Linked DNA regions of Mus musculus: regions 1 and 2 are each linked to region 3. The links are chromatin contacts, called in public Hi-C maps. All regions are on one chromosome and are shown on one strand. The core of a region is the stretch at or near the end of the contact, and the rest is flanking DNA. Distances in the headings are between cores, read along the strand shown.

Evidence for each region. Hi-C and Micro-C count contacts between places; a contact is called where the count stands out from the background.
Region 1: a contact with region 3 is called in a Hi-C map of CD8 T cells, with 9 times the contacts expected there. A contact is called at or near these places in 1 of 39 promoter capture datasets (pre-B cells), 3 of 484 Hi-C or Micro-C datasets (CD4 T cells, CD8 T cells and regulatory T cells) and 1 of 9 other capture datasets (liver).
Region 2: a contact with region 3 is called in a Hi-C map of the G1E-ER4 cell line, with 5 times the contacts expected there. A contact is called at or near these places in 3 of 484 Hi-C or Micro-C datasets (CD4 T cells, CD8 T cells and the G1E-ER4 cell line).

What each region holds. Positions count from the first base shown.
Region 1 is chr19:23,685,902-23,689,348 of GRCm38.p6, reverse strand. Ptar1 (protein prenyltransferase alpha subunit repeat containing 1) reads right to left here and starts at 1,949. Exons shown (of 7, transcript NM_028208.1): 1 at 1,804-1,949. The coding sequence starts at 1,889.
Region 2 is chr19:24,279,169-24,282,415 of GRCm38.p6, reverse strand. It overlaps Fxn (frataxin), which reads left to right and starts at 1,826. Exons shown (of 5, transcript NM_008044.3): 1 at 1,826-2,009. The coding sequence starts at 1,851.
Region 3 is chr19:27,428,112-27,431,559 of GRCm38.p6, reverse strand. It overlaps Pum3 (pumilio RNA-binding family member 3), which reads left to right and starts at 1,652. Exons shown (of 18, transcript NM_177474.5): 1 at 1,652-1,768. It overlaps C030016D13Rik (RIKEN cDNA C030016D13 gene), which reads right to left and starts at 1,523. Exons shown (of 1, transcript NR_027987.1): 1 at 1-1,523.

The DNA of each region.
Region 1 (3,447 bases), core at 700-3,199, 3.7 Mb after region 3:
GATAGAAGATACTCCTACTGTATGGAATATGTACTAAAATACAGCTGCTGACAAATACTAAACAATGAATTGAGCGATTTCAATGTTTACAGCTTACGAAACTTACTTCAAGTGCCCAACTTCTCTCAAGCCTTCACTTCTTTCAAACCTTTATAAATTCAAATGACCCAAATACTTACAAATAGCCATAAATTCTATGTTGACAGAGTATATATTAGTGAGACCGCAGAATAAAATTATGATGAAGAGAGAGGAGTTGAAGCCCTTTAGGAGTTTTTGATGATCCAGAAAAACAGAGACCTGATCCACATTCCACTGGGTCAACCTCCAGAACTAACTAATCATAATTTCGCCAAATATAGTATTTTTTGTCCACCTCAAAGATGAGAAACTGGAGTGATCACGATATTAAATGTCTAACCTTTGTTACAATGTTTTAGAAAATGACACCAGTGATTAAAAAATGAACCTTCTCACTTGCCCAGCTTCCCCCCCCCCCCCAAAGGATGTGTCTTTTACTTGCTCTGCAGCTGGAATTCTCAAAAAGGGCCTCAAAGACAGACACACAAGACATCAAAGCATTCCTTAAAAGGCCCAGCAGCCACTATGGCTACTGCCAGGAAATCACTCCAAACACTCATTGGGGAAAAAAGTCAGCAGTCAAAAGAGGAAAGGAGGACGACTTAGGGGCTGTCGGGGCTGGCAGGTATGTTTAGAGGCCAGTAGTCTTTTGTCTTGAAGGAAGTACAGTTTTAAGTCCTTAATTGAGAGAAGAAAGCAGGCCATCTGAGGACTTCTAAATTCTTTTCTGAGATCATCTTGGAGGAAAAGAACACTTGATTAAAGTGTTTGGCCTTTCATTTAGTGGAAAAGCTAAGGAGGCTAGAATGCGTAAAAATAATTCATGTGTTTTAGTAAAAAAAATTAAAATATTAAAAATAAATTGTATAACCAATGAGAAAATAATACAAAACCGGACTTCATGTTTGTTTCCCCAGGAATGGGCTACATTCTGGCTTCTTATTCTTTTGTATACTGATGTAGGTAACTCTTTAGTAGCTTCCTTTCCATTCGTTAAAGGGAGAGTATCAGGAAAAGAAAAATACAATCTTAAGAGTATCTTCCTAGAGAGTAACAAATAAAATGGAAAGGGAGGAGAAAGAGATAATATATGTATCAGTTCAGGAGTGAACTTTTAGAAGGCAACAATGCTAGGTAAGAATGCCTTAAGATGCTCGTCTGTAACTTCGGACGCGCTACTAATAAAAAAAAAGTATCCAGTTTGCAACAGCTTTATAAGATCCACTCAGGTCACCTTCAAAAATTGTTACATCCGACTCGCTTTGCAATTTTGTGACAAGCGAGTCGAAAAGTCAAAGGCAGCTTCCAATCACCTTTAGTTAACCCGAAAGGGGGCTGTAGGGAGTATGATGGGGTGGATAATCCTCTATAGCCACGCACTGGATGCAACCGAGAGTCGCCTCCAAGACACAGAGACCCACGGTAGTGGCCCGCGGGGCAAGCGCATCCCGGCGGAGGGCGGCGGGGAGAAGAGTTGCCACAACTCCCGGGACGCGTCGCGCAGGGCAGAAAACTCCACGCTCCGACGTGGCTCTCGGAGGTCGCTCCCCGGCACTGCCCCGCCACGCGTCTTGGTAACGGCCAGCCGGCTCGGCGCGACAGTCCCAGCCGCGCTCCGCCTGTCGGAAGCGCGCGTGGGCCCCGAGCGGCCCCGGCGAGTGGACTAGAGCGCGGCCCCGAGCCGCCCCCGACGACCCCGGCGGCGCAGGGCGCGCCACTCACATGTGCGGGTTCCTTCGGAAGGCGTTGGTGATGTCCTTCACCACCCTCTGCACCAGCACCGCCACCTCCTCGTTCGACTCGGCCATGTTGGCGGCCGCCGCGATCGGGCGCGCCTCCGGCAGAGCCCAGCCGCCGGCGGGAGTTCCGCGGGGGCGCGCGCGCGCGCTGGCTCAGGCGCGTTCTCGCCGAGGCCGCCGAGCACTTCCGGGTCAGGGAGGGCCGCAGCACCGCTGGGTTGGGCCGGCTCTTCGAGCTCGGTGGCTTTTGGTGGAGTTTTGGTTCACTAGGCGTGGAGGAAGGAGGCTTCCCCCGCACTTCTCCGAGCAGCCGTGTCCCAGAGTGGCCTTTACCCAGGGACCTCCGGATGGCTGCACCAGGCCCGCTTCACCGGCCCACCCGGGGAGGAGGCGGGTTGCTGACCTCCTTTTGCACGCCTGTGCTACTTTATGCATGAAGTGTAAAGTAGCGCGTTTAGTTAGATCTTGTAATGTAGTAAGCAAAGGAAAGAAAGTACAGGAGAAAGAACCCTTCAGATCTCGGGGATAAGGTTAAAAACAAAAGTAACCCACTGTACTTCTGTACTTTTAGCATTTTTGATACATTTCGTGATCACTACGTTAATTTGGAGTATAAAATAAAATAAAGGCTTTGACAATTGTTCCTGACCTCTCTTGCTCCACAAATTATAAGATTGCTCTGTTCCATTTGGATTTTAAAAGTGTTGTAATTAAAATTTTTATTTTTATATATCAGGTTTATTTGTCCCTTCTAAGTACAAAGTTCTGACTGCCTCTAACTGGTGATGGTGTCTCCTCCTCCTCCTCCTCCTCCTCCTCCTCCTCCTCTCCCTCCTCCTCCTCCTCCTCCTCCCCGTCCTCCTCCTCCTCTTCCTCCTTCTCTGATGCTTGAAGTCTGTATCTTTTTAATTTTTGGTTTTTGGCCCTGGCAAGGTAGTGCGTGGCTGTGATCTTGGGAGGTAAAAACAGGAGGTGACATTCAAGGTTATCTTTGGCTGGGCTATTTGAAACTTGGATCTCTGAAAAGCAAACTGTGGTTGGTCCTGATCCTGGTGAAGAAACAAGAGACAGTCTACAAACTTGTGGAAAGCAAAACAGACCTGATTAAGACCCTAAAAGACTCTGACAAGCTCTGGGAGAAGCAGTGAGACAAATGGGGTGTGTTGCATCCCTAGACCAAGAGCAAGTTCAAGAGTCCTGTCGAAGAGTGATACCAGGGGCTGGAGAGATGGCTTAGCAATGAAGTACACTTGTTTTTAGCAACCACAACCACCTGTAACCCCAGCTCCAGATGATCCAACATCCTCTTCTGGCTTCTGTGGGAACATACACGCACACACATCTTTTACATTTTTTTAAAAAGTAATATGCTACTGGAGGTTCCTCGGAAAATTGGAAATAGGTCTACCTAAAGACCCAGCTATACCACTCTTGGGCATATACCCAAAAGATGCCCCACCATGCCACAGGGGCACATGCTCCACTATGTTCATAGCAGCCTTATTTGTGAGAGCCAGAAGCTGGAAACAACCCAGATGTCCCACAATGGAAGAATGGATACAGAAAATGTTCATTTACACAATGGAGTACAACTCAACTATTAAGAACAAGGACATTATGAGGTTTG
Region 2 (3,247 bases), core at 577-3,076, 3.1 Mb after region 3:
ACACACACACACACACACACACACACACACACACACCAGTATTGGAAGATGTTGCCTTTGGATGGGTCTGGGTCATGAGGGCTCAACCCTTGCTATACACAGGGCTTGTTGGAGGCCTTTCTGTTGTGTGAGGAACAGCATTCTTCTCTTCCTCTCCAGAGGATCCATTTCTGTTCTTTATAATCTAACCAGCCTCAGGCAGTACATTACAGCAGCACAGAATGGACCATGATGCTGACCGGTAGCGTAGCCCTCACTGTTTTGCAGACTATTGGCTTCCATGGATGGGCACATGATCCCAGAGAGCCAGTTAGAGCTGTGATATTGAAACTAAGAAAAACTCCTTTTCTAAGACAGAGGGTGTAAGAGCCCTCGGACCAGAAATCAGGAAGCCAGGGTTCTAACTCCCCTTCAATCAGGGGGGAGTCACTTAATATGTCAGGGCTTCCAATTCCATATCTGAAAATTAGCTACAGGTCAGAGAGGGAGAAGGAGAGGAAGGAAGGAGAGAGAGAAAGAGAGAGGGGGAGGGTTGCATTAGCAGTCACTACAAACTTCCCCTTTCCTTTGTGGCTTTTTGTGGGAAATCAGAAGCAATAGTATCCCAAGTCAGGTGGTACATGGAGGATGTTCTTAAACGCTTTGCTGCTGACCGCTGCTGTCATTCAATCCTTCTTGAGACCCTGGAGGCAAAAGACTCCTCTGACACTGTCTCTTAACTCTTGAAGCTCAGAGTTCTCCAGTGTCATAATGGCAACCCGAGACAATGCACAGACTCCTTCTCACACTGACATAAAAGCCAGGAGAACTACCAGGAGTGTGAGGAACCTGTTGGGGCTGCTGGGGGGGAAAAAAAAAAAAACAGCTATGAGGAGAACCAATCACCAGTCCTGACTACTCCTCATCCAAGAAGCATTCGGGTACTTCAGCCGGGCACTTCCTTATTCCTACTGTTGTTTCAGAATCCCATACATGTATACAATGTGTTTTCGATCAAACTCACCTGCCACTCCCAACTCCTACCGAACCACCCCACCCCTCCTCCCAATTTTATGTTCCTTTTTAAATTTTTATTTATTTATGTGTTTATTTGTTTATTTACTTATTTATTTTGACTAGGTCTCACTATGTAGCTCCGGCTGTTCTGAAACTCACTATGTAGCTCAAGCTGGCCTCGAACTCCATATACCTGACTCTGCCTCTCGGGTGCTGGGATTAAAGGTGTACACTACCACCGCTCTGAATTTTTTTTTTTTTAAACCGACTCCACTTAGCCCTAACAGTGTATACAGTGTAGGACCATCCCCATGGAGCTAGGACAGCCAATCAGAGGCCATATCCCAGAAGAAAACTCACCCTCCCTCATCCTATAGCCATCAGCAACCAATAGTTCCTCGGCTGAGCCTGGGGCTACGGAAGCCCCTCCTCCATTCATGCTGCCTGGTACTTCTATTGCCTAAGAGATGCGGAATTTGAGATGATCGGGCAGTTGAAGCTAGCTGTTAGAACTAGTTTTGTTTTGTTTTTTAAGCAAAGCTATTTTGATCACCAGCGTATCTTCAGAATCACCCACTACCACTCTGTAAAATTGTTGTCAGCGAATAAACTTGCAGGGGTCAGTGTTTACACACTAGTGCTGCCCAAGGGATACGTTGCGAGTTTGGCGCAGAGCAGGTTCTGGGTTCTGGTTAAAGGTCTGCACAGGGCTGTAGTGCTGGACCTGCGCGCAGGAGCCCAGCCGCGGCGCTCGGGGGGGGGGGGGGGCGGGGGGGGGCGGGGGGGGGGCACGGCCACCAGGTGGCACCACCGAGTCCTCGCGCGGGGCGGAGCGGCCGCGGAGCTGGAGTAGCATGTGGGCGTTCGGAGGTCGCGCAGCCGTGGGCTTGCTGCCCCGGACGGCGTCCCGGGCCTCCGCCTGGGTCGGGAACCCGCGCTGGAGGGAACCGATCGTAACCTGCGGCCGCCGAGGCCTACATGTCACAGTCAACGCCGGCGCCACCCGCCACGCCGTGAGTACGCGCTTCGCCGGGCCGCACACCGGAGCGCAGGCCGCGCCCGCCCCTATGCCGGGGACGCGCAGCGCGCACGCGCCGAGTCGCTCTGGTTGCGCGCGCGTTTGGGTGCAGGGCGCGCGCGGTGTTTGCGCGGGCTTCGGACCTTGGCGGTGGGGATGGGAAAAGACGAGTTTCCGTAATTAACACAGGATGTATAGCGTGTGCAGCAGGGCGTGTTTATTATTGTGTGCACTCCGAAGTTGCCTTTTTCAGGGCGTGAGACTAATGGGGTTGTGGAGTTGCTCTGAGCAGGGCTTTTTGTTGCTTGTTTGCCTCACTCTGTATCCCTGGCTAGCCTAGGATTGGCTGAGTACCCCAAAGTGGCTTCAATCCTGTGATCCTCCTGCCTCCTCTCTGCTGGGATCACAGGTGTAGCAGCAGAGCCCTAGAGTCCAGCTTTTGGAAAATGAGGGGATCTTGGTTCCACGTTCTGACTGCGCGGCGCTGGAGAGCCCTGTGACCTTGGGGAGACCCTAACTGTCTGGGGGCAGGGCTTGGCTTTCTGTTCCGAGGAGATTAAAGGGTAACACCCATTTTGCGATTTTGGCGGGAGAATTAAACTGTATTCGCAAAGGCCTTAGCACTTCAGATAAGTCTCGGTTCTTAGTAGATGCAAAGAACAGAATCTGTTACTCCGTGGCTTGAAAAGACAGCAGTAGGGTGAAGGAAGGCTTTCCGGAGAGGGCCGTGATAGATGCCAAAGAACGGGTCTGGGGAGCATTCTAGGAAGGGGAGAGCTATGGACAAAGGTGGAGTAGGCTGTGGGATAATAATGTCTACAGGTTTAAACCCAGCTTAGGATTCTTGAGGTCCTGTCATTAAAATAAAAAACAATAATAAAAATAGGGCTAGCTTTGTAGCTCAGCAGTGACATGGTCACTTAGCGTTCAAGAGTTCTTGGGTTCTTTCTATAACACTGAAAAAGAAAGTTTAAAAACAAAACAAACAAAAGTGGACTGGTCAGAGAGAGAGACGGCTAGGGTTTGAAGGGCCGAACCTGTAACCCATGCTTCCTCAAACACTTTCTTGGATGTTTACTGCCCTGTTCTTCCCTTGCCTGGCGCCTGACAGCTGGGCTCCAGTTGCAGCTGTGCACTTTGGATTTCTGCATCTCTGAGAGCCTGAGCAACTTTGTCTTTGGCATCTCCGTTTCCTCGCCTGTACAATGCAAATACAGTCGGTCCATCTTTATG
Region 3 (3,448 bases), core at 403-2,902:
TTTTCCACTTTCTTCAAATAGGTATTGCTGGCCATTTACACCAACTCAAGCAACAGGCTTTTCTGCCATGACCTCCCTTTGTAAATTTTGTATACTTAGTAGCCGTTGTAAATCCTCAAGGCACAAAAGTGGCTAGGTCTTGGCCTCAGGAGCTCTAGCAAGGGTGTAAAGGCTAAAACAGCTGTAACTGCCTTTCTAGTGCTTCAAGGCAGGAAATAGCCAGACCCCCCCCCCCACACACACATGTGCCCTTGACTTCCCTAATGGTCATCTTTTAAAGGCTGTAATAGCCATTCCCAGCCCAGGTCTCGCCGTACAAGAAAAAAGTAAAATAAAATCCCAGACCACCCTGGAAAGTAACCCCCCACCCCAGAATCCTGATATATTTCCCCATCCCCCAATTCTGCCCAGTTCTCTGTTGCTTCTCTTCCAAGCAGGGCAACCACCCTCCTTAGCTTTTCCCTCCAAATTAATCCCTTGCCTGAGCTTAGTTGTGCAGCAAGACTTTGTGGTATTCCTTGGCTCCTGACTGCCAGGATACCTTTTGGAGCAGAACTGTCACAGGGAAAATTTTCTATGAGCCAGAGCAAAGCTGTAACACCTGCATCAGGGAAACTTTCCCAGCAGCTGAAGCCTTCCCCTAACAGAGCCGTAACACTTAAAGATGTGTTACCAGCGACACAAGAGACAGTGTCCACAGGGAATTATAGTCTCTAAGCTTATTTGCAAGCTATCTTAACAAACTGACAAGTGTTCTCACAACAAAGACGGAAGAGAATGAAAGGCAGGGGCAGGAGTCAGGTATAAGCCAAGGAACGTCTGAAGCACCAGATGCTGAAGATACATGGGACGTCCACTCACTCCTTGGGGCTTCAAAAAGGGCCCCCTGCTCAACCAACTAACATCTGCATTTCAGAACAGTTAGGCAGTAAGGTTCTGTTGTTTGGCGCGACGTGGGATCCCCTGGAACTGCCGCCATGTAGGTGCTGGGAAATGAACCCAAGTCCTCTCCAAGAGCAGAAAACAGCTTAGCCATCTCTGCAGCCCCCAAGACCAAGTTTGTTTCTATTGCTTCCTCGCTAAAATGGAGTAATACCTTAAATATATATCCTAAAGTGGAACCGTGGGGGAAAAAATGCATGCCCAAGAACGGGCCTACATTAAAAACGCCACACACACATTTATGGAAAGAGCTTTTCACAATATTTGACTGTGCTCCGTTCTTTACACTTATGGTTCCCGAGGGATCTAATTTATCCGGAGATTCGCAGCTAGGGTGGGAAATAAGGGAGACATGGGTGTTGGCAAACACGATTACAACAGAAGAGACTCCGGTACAGCTTTTACCCTCCAGGCTAGACTAACGACGCAAACAGACACTAACGAGCGAGCTGTCCCAACGCTAACCCAGCTTGCAGACTTCGCTGTCTTTTAACTCCTTCAGGACCTGGGTGGCCCTCGCGAGAACCCGCGTCGTTCCCAGAAATCTGCAGGCTCAAGCGTCACTTTCCCAAGCCACGGACTCGTCTTCCACGGGACGGATCCCTTCGAGGGCCAAAACTCATGCAGCCCTCTCAGACGAGAGGTGTGGCGAAAATGGACCAACAGGAACTACGGATTTCGTGTTTCCTAAGCTCCACCCCTTGACCCCAGTACCAGGACGTAACGCTACAATCAGCGGATCCGGGGCGGGGCAGAACGCGGAAGCGGAAGCGGAAGCGGCGGGGGGTGGTGGCGGAACTCTGCGAGTTTCTGCCCCACGTGTGCGGTGAGTGTTGTGGAGAGTTTGGTGCGGGAAGTGTGGGGCGAGTGTCCGCCGGCCGCTCGGGAGCGGGGAGCTCTGCGGGGTGGTGGGCGAGCGGCGTCTTCAGCTCCATCTCCGGGACGGTCTACCTGGCCGCTTCTCTGGCCCGGAGTTGGAGGAACCCTGGCGAGGGCAGGGGTTAAGCCCTCTCTGTTAACTTGATTATTGTAGAGCTAAAGGAACAAGTTTCGCTGTCAAACTCCGGCCTGTGCGAGTCACAGTCAGCCCACTCGTCCCGTGTCAGACGTTGTGCATAGGAGCAGTGCAGGGAAAACTGAAGCGATCCATAAGCCAAGCATGATGGGAGGCAAGAGTATTTTAAACAGAGGCAGTGGGATGTCCCGGAGGTGGAAGTCAGGAGTAAGGCGCGGACTGGACAAAGAGGAAGGTAGAACTGTGGAGCCTTGGTGTCGAGTCTCTTTATTTTTGTGTAGTGGGAAGTATTTTGCTTTGTGTTCCTAGGCATATAAAATAATGAAGGATTATTAGAAAAGATCGGGAGGCTCATGGTAGGTCTTGACTCTCTTAAGGAGATTTTTGATGATTTGCATTGAGTGTTGGTAGTAGAGACAGAGGTATCTTTAAGGAGACTGCAGGATAACTTACTGTTGGGTACACGATGACTACCAAAGAAGTGAACATCAGGAGCCGTGCTCCAGTTTTCTCTCTGCGAAGTGGAGTAGATGGTCCCCGTTGAATACAGCAGGAATAGACAGGGAGAGAAAGATAGTAATTTGTAGTGGAATGCAGAGGATTGTGTCTCAGACATTAAGCATAAGACGCCAGTTATATACATAATCAAGAAGTGTTGAGGACTCAGGTCTGTGTAGGACGTTATCTCAGGGTCCCAAGGCTGCACAGTCTAGAATACCTAATTTGCTTGTCTTGCTCTTGGATTAGCCGTTAATTTGATTGCTTAGTAACTTGGTGAACAGTGCTTTAAGTGACCAGGGTTAACATCATCATGACTGCCGCATAGCTTTGTCACTGTGAGAGCAGCACTTCTTTGCTGTCATGTGCCACCCCTTCCCCTGGCCCAAGCATAACCTCAGTCTAATAATGAAAATCTTAAACTCCCAAAGGGGACATAACCTGGAAAAAAGGACATGAGGTGGCTACATTAACTGTATCTTGGAATAGGAAGAGGACAGGAATGAGAAAATTGATTTCCAAATAAACCCTGTGTTATACTAGTGTTATTTTCATAAGTTTCATTACACTGTCTTATTAAGTTGTCAGTGGGGAAGCTGGGTAATAGATCTATAGGCTCTATATCGTTTTAACTCTAATGTAAGAGGCATAGTTTTAAAATAGAGTATGTAAATAAGGTTTTTCTAGACAGCTACATGTGAGGGCCATTGGCACAATTGCTTAGCATGTGGTAGTACATGAAACCTACATGCAGAAATGCAAATGCGAATGTGATGTCTTACCAGGTAATAAAATGAAAAAGTGAAAAAGAGATGCCCCGCAGGAAGCTGAGCAGGTCCTGTGCTGGAATTATAGATCTGTACCCTGTGTATACACTGCTGGGCATCAAACCCACTGCATTTTCCAGAGTGTTTCCTGGACAAATTTGGTTCTATTAGGTTTAGGAAGTCTTGTGCAATGGATAGTTCATAGTAGCAAATTAGAGAATTTGGA